Regions from separate parts of the Xenopus tropicalis genome. Here region 2 is linked to region 1. The links are chromatin contacts, called in public Hi-C maps. All regions are on one chromosome and are shown on one strand. The core of a region is the stretch at or near the end of the contact, and the rest is flanking DNA. Distances in the headings are between cores, read along the strand shown.

Region 1 (2,700 bases), core at 183-2,682:
AAAGGATCACAATGTATCAGGGCACACTGTAAGTTGTAGTTCAGCAGCAGCAGCTGCTGGACAAAGATAAAACAGCCCATCTTAGAATCTAGGAATAAAGTATATGTAGTACACTAGCTTCCAACATCAAAATAACAACTAAACTATACTCAGAGTCCAGGGCCATTCACATTCACAGCATCCGAACAAGCCATCAGCACAACTCCTACAACTTTAGCTCCTATGCGAAAATGTTATAATATTCATTCATAATTACTGGATATACTGCCTTTGGGCAACTTTAGCTATTTTAAAACCATGAGCTGCCCTAGATGTCTATGTGAAGAGGAAGTCATTAGAATAGGCCAGAATCAGTTTCCTGTTCGGTAGAGCAGGAAATGGAAGTTATTAAATTCATCTCAATCCCATAATTATGACTCGCATTTAAAAGACAGTAAAAAAATTATGAATAGGTTACATTCTATACACCTTGCAATGTAGCTCTAGTTCCCCTTTGATATGCATTATGTACAACTGCAGAGTGCCCCACAAAGTCTGTCCTCTCACCTGCAATGTCCCAGAGTTGCAGTCTGACCATGGTGTTCAGGTCCCAGTTTACAATCTTTAGAGCAAAGTCCACCCCAATGGTAGCCCTGTAGCACTGAGAGAAAACGTTGTGGACATAACGCTGGATGATTGACGTCTTTCCCACACCAAGGTCACCCACTACCAGCACCTTACATAGAATTTCCCTCTGGGGAGACCCCATCATGCAAGCTGCTCAGAGACACACCAGTCAATAGTCACTGTGCTCTCTGGATCGTGTGCTCTATAAGCCTGGGTGTGTGTGTGTTTGTGTACTCAGCTTGGCACAAGTTGGAATTCTGCAGAGAAGTGAGGAAAAGTCAGTATGTGCATTAGCACATTTCTCCTGAGTAAGTCTACAGCGTGCCCCAGAGGGGCTATGATATACACTGTCAGGGGGTAAATTGCCTCCATCTGGCATTCTAGCACACACCAATATCATTTTTGGACCATGCACACATGGGCTCTGAATTATTGCCCTGATCATTTTTAAACCATGGTGATCGGTTGTTAAGTCGATCGGACAAGTTAGAAAATTTTGAACTTTTCAGACTTTTTTTTAACCCAAATTAACTACAGTAGAACCCCGAATTTATGTCCCCGGATTTTACGTTTTCCCGCCATTTAGCTCTCTTCCCGGGATTTTTAACATGCCTCTCGCTAGCAAATTGCTTCTTTTTCAGCTAAAAAGGGCACTTACTTTAGGAAGTAAAGTTTTCCCATCGTGGGCGCCATATTGGGAAGGTCAGAGTCACCACTTTCGGCTGGTAATACACACTGCGCATGCGCACCTATCCTGGAGCTTACAAAATATCGCAAGATATTTCCCTGATTTTACATTTTCCCATGGTCCCCTGAAAAACGTAAAATGGGGGTTCTACTGTATGTAACTTTACCTATGTAACTATAAATAAATATAAGTATCCTGCTATAGCTATGCAACCATATGTAAACACAACTGTATATTTCTCTTTACAACTAAAAAAGCCAGCATAGGAGCAAACAGCAATTAATACTATAACCCTGCATGATGTGGACCTTCTCTTTTTTCTGAACATACAGGGTTACTTGAACTCCATGGATTGTCTGCAAATATATTATAATATATATTAATATATATCTGGGCCATTGCCCCCAGTCCTTGGTATGGTTCATGGAAAAAAAGGCCCAGAAAAAATGTAATAATTGATCTTTTCTGGTTCCCTTTTCCTTTGGGCCCCACTGCATTGGCAGGGGGTAAGAACAGGCACTGTGCAAACTAAGGCAGTATGCAGTTTCACAGGAAAATATACAAATATTTATTAAGAAAAACAAAAGAAAACAGGAAATCTCAGGCCAGTTAAAGTAAGATTATATGCACAGGGAAAAAGAGGTGGAAGAAGTGTGAAAGGGGAGAGAGAGTGTGAATGAATGGGAAGTGAAATAGATGGGGGATGCAAATAAAGAACTGCAGAGAGAAGGTGACTGTAAGGTTAGTGCCACTTAGGTGATTTGTTGCCTGCTGTGACACTAGTAATTATCACAAGAATTGTATGGGAGCTGCTGCAGAGACCACTGTGATTGGCTGCTTGGGACCTGACGCTACAGGCAGCTGGGCACACACATGAGCTTGTGTTACTGATAACAAAAAAGGGCCACTATTACACATATATAAATCTACCACCATTCCTTGCAGTTAACCCCATTTGTTACCAAGTGCTGCTGAGGCTATTTAACTTGCCTAAATACCTGTTATCCCTATTTTGCAATGTGTTCTTAGCCTTGAGTCACAGTAGACTACCTGGATATTCCAGCTGTGCTATTGGATCATAAAGGCAAAGGAGGAGACTAGTAGTAATACTACTAATAGCATCTCGCTCAACCAAGCTTTAGTTGGAAGAGAAGTAAATAAGGTATAAGCCATGTATTTGTACCGATGGTGCCATCTGCTGGACTATAGTAAAAAAAAAAACTCCACAAAGCCATGGCCCCTCTGGATTGATCCACACAACTGTGAATACATTTCTTAAAGGAGCAGTATACCATCTTGTGCAATGAATGTAGTAGGTATCCTCTTTTCCTATTGCTTTAATCACAAAAAATCCCAGTGGTTTTTCTTATTTCTTGAGCTAAACAGGGAAACTGAAATTACTCCAT
Region 2 (2,937 bases), core at 98-2,597, 150 kb after region 1:
CCGCCTGAAGTTTCCTTGCAAAATAGGGGTCTAGTTTATCGTGGGCAAGTATTTGGGGTGGGAAATCCTTCTGTATAACACTCAAATTATATATATTTGATACAGGTATGGGATCCGTTATCTGGAAAACCATTTTTTTATTTTTAAAATAAAACAGTACTTTGCACTTGATGCTAACTAAGCTATAATTAATCCTTATTGGAGGCAATATAATAATCAATATAATGCCTGTTGCGTTATTTTACTAGCATCACTTTAAATAAGCGGCACTTGTAAAAAATGCAAAGTACAGATTATTGTTAACATTACGCAAGCAAAGGTTTTGTCAGCCCTTTCATTATGCGCTTAATTATAATTAAGCATGTTAATCCTACCTGCACAAAAACATTTGACCCAATACACCTTAAGATGAGATTTACTTTTAAAAATGGCCATTGGCCAATGATCAATAGCTAAAAGTGGACAGTATCTGAAAAAGCTGCACACTGTGGCACAAGGTTTTAAGAAGTGGCTGGACAGATAACGCTCAGCTACCATTGTTAAAAATGTCAAATTAACATTTTGGGATGCAATTATGTTTAGGATAATCAGACACCTAGAAATTCCCATGCAGCCTTACAGAAGCACACACTTACATTGTTTGTTGCAGCTACACACATGACACAGATAGATGCACCTTATTCGTGCATCTGGTGCTCTCACTTTCATTCACAATGCAGGTGAACATGCAAGCCAATGTATTGGGCCTACTGTATTTTTAAAGCATATTCAAGAACACTGCAGCTGAAATATGCCCTAAAACCATGCCCTTAGAGCTGCTAGCTTACCTTTTTAAAACCAATTAGATGAAGTTAACATGCTGCTGTTTAGGTTTGAATGTTATTTGGTTTGCATGCACTAGTTACGTATCTGGGCTGATAAGCAGCCCTGCAGTATGTATGTTTTACAGGTGTTTGGATTTAAAGGGACGACGTGTCCCTTCAGAAAATTTGCCACATCCTTTGTGATAAATGCAGGGTTACCAAAGGCATTCAGGTAAATTAGATTACACACCTGATGTTCCCAGGAAAGTGGCCACATTCAATATCCTGCCCATGCTCACACATTGTTGCTCCTTCTTGCCATAACTGCGGTAATAACAGAACGCCAAGACACCCAGTCCCATTACTGCACTGCAGACACATGTTGAATGACAGAGTGTTGGTTTGAAACCCAGGACTAAATTAGTGCCAGTGTCGGCCAAATAACAGCACATTCTGGGCAAGTGCACTGATGCCATATTAATAGACTAACATCAAACCTTACTCTGAAAAACAATCCCCCATCACAACTGAAACTGAGCAATAAGTGTGGGGTGTGAAACATCCGATCTGGGTGGTGCTAGTGTGTCCCATGTGCTGTTAATTGCAGGTTGGCTAGTTGAGCCAATGAAATACTACTGCAATGCTTACCCCAGTTCAGCACAGACTGCCCAAAAACAAAAGGTTCTTTCATCTATGTTGTGTTTCTTTCCTATTAAAGACATTTAATAGGAATAATTTATAAGCCATGACAGTTACAAATGACGTGCACTGCAGTTCTATATAAATCTGAGGGCCAAAGTTTGGAGGTCAGATATTGGTTGAGTAGGATGTTGGGAGGGGCCTATACATGAGCCAATAAGCTGCACTCAATTTCGAGGGGCCAACTCAGTTTGAATCAGCCTGTGTATGTGCATGGACCAGAATCTTGTATTCATGATCTTTTAACATTATAAGCATAGCATCTTTGTTAAAAAGGTGTACCAATAATCACAGTATTTATTATAAACTGATATAAAAAAAAAAGATTTTAGCAAGAAAGCCTTATGCTGCTGACTAGAATAACTAGAATACAGCAGACCTGGGTAAGATGGGGGACCATGACAATCGCTGGGTCTGCTGTACAGAGTCATCAACCAGCACTATTTCATGAGGGCAATAATGATACAATCCTGGGCTTTTTCACACTCTATTTCATGTTATCATTTAGTGTGAATAGGAATTCAGACCTAAAAAGGACTGAATCATTGTCTCATTCATGACATGGGGCTGGTTGATGTCTCTGGTACAATTCCAGGTCCCCCACATTTGTCTGCCAATGGCGCCTGGCGCCACAAAAAAGTGTATTGGTTGAGGAGGTAATAACAGGGGAGGAACTACCAGCAGGGGGTGCTGGACGCTTGTGCCGATTCAAATCAACCATAAAAACTTCACCCAGGTCCCTTTGCTTAAAGTTCCCTTATTGGATAGTAGCAGTCCCGCCATATGGCTGAGGGCGCAAGCCCCTCCCACCACCCCACTGGGGAGGGCATTACACCACTGATTTAAAGGGAAACACCTAATGTGGTGCAGTGATTTTAGCACAGCCATAAACACTTCATAACTGTACCTATATAAAGGGAAATATGTTGGAAGGAAACCACTAAATGTAGGGCTTCAACAACACATTTCCCATAGGTATACCTATATCATACCTCCCAATATTGAAAATTGTGATCATTTGGCCATGACCTGATCTGCTCCATTCATGTCCAGTTTTATCCAAAAATGTCCCTGATCAAAACCTTGCCCACTCTCTTCTGAGTTGTTTGAAATATTCCTGGGGAGCTGAAGTGATCTGAGCCTTGCCTTGCACAGTTTATTTCCCATAAGCTTTCAATACAAGTTGGTGGGCTGCACTGCAATCAGAAAATCACCTCAATATAAAGTATTCCTGAGTTCCATATTGTACCAGTGATGTGCTATGCTTTGGAGTTGTGCACCCAAATTAAAATGAACCCTCATGATTGAAAAGGCCTATAACAGGGTGCCCTAAGCATGATAGGGGTAGGGCTACCACCCAGCCAGTATTTAACCAGCCCAGCCTGTAAGTCACCAGCTAGGCCAGGCCAGATTTACTGGCAATATAATTGTAGGC

What was found. Hi-C and Micro-C count contacts between places; a contact is called where the count stands out from the background.
Region 2: a contact with region 1 is called in a Hi-C map of gastrula embryo, with 1.5 times the contacts expected there. The contact joins the promoter of LOC100144286 here to the promoter of LOC100496061 in region 1. A contact is called at or near these places in 2 of 5 Hi-C or Micro-C datasets (gastrula embryo and neurula embryo).

Annotation. Positions count from the first base shown.
Region 1 is chr8:44,248,127-44,250,826 of UCB_Xtro_10.0, forward strand. LOC100496061 (ras-related protein Rab-38) reads right to left here and starts at 1,433. Exons shown (of 3, transcript XM_004916815.4): 1 at 547-1,433. The coding sequence starts at 751. It overlaps itgb1bp2 (integrin subunit beta 1 binding protein 2), which reads right to left. Exons shown (of 12, transcript NM_001079220.1): 12 at 1,839-2,700.
Region 2 is chr8:44,396,638-44,399,574 of UCB_Xtro_10.0, forward strand. It overlaps LOC100144286, which reads right to left and starts at 1,348. Exons shown (of 8, transcript NM_001122813.1): 1 at 1,054-1,348. The coding sequence starts at 1,279.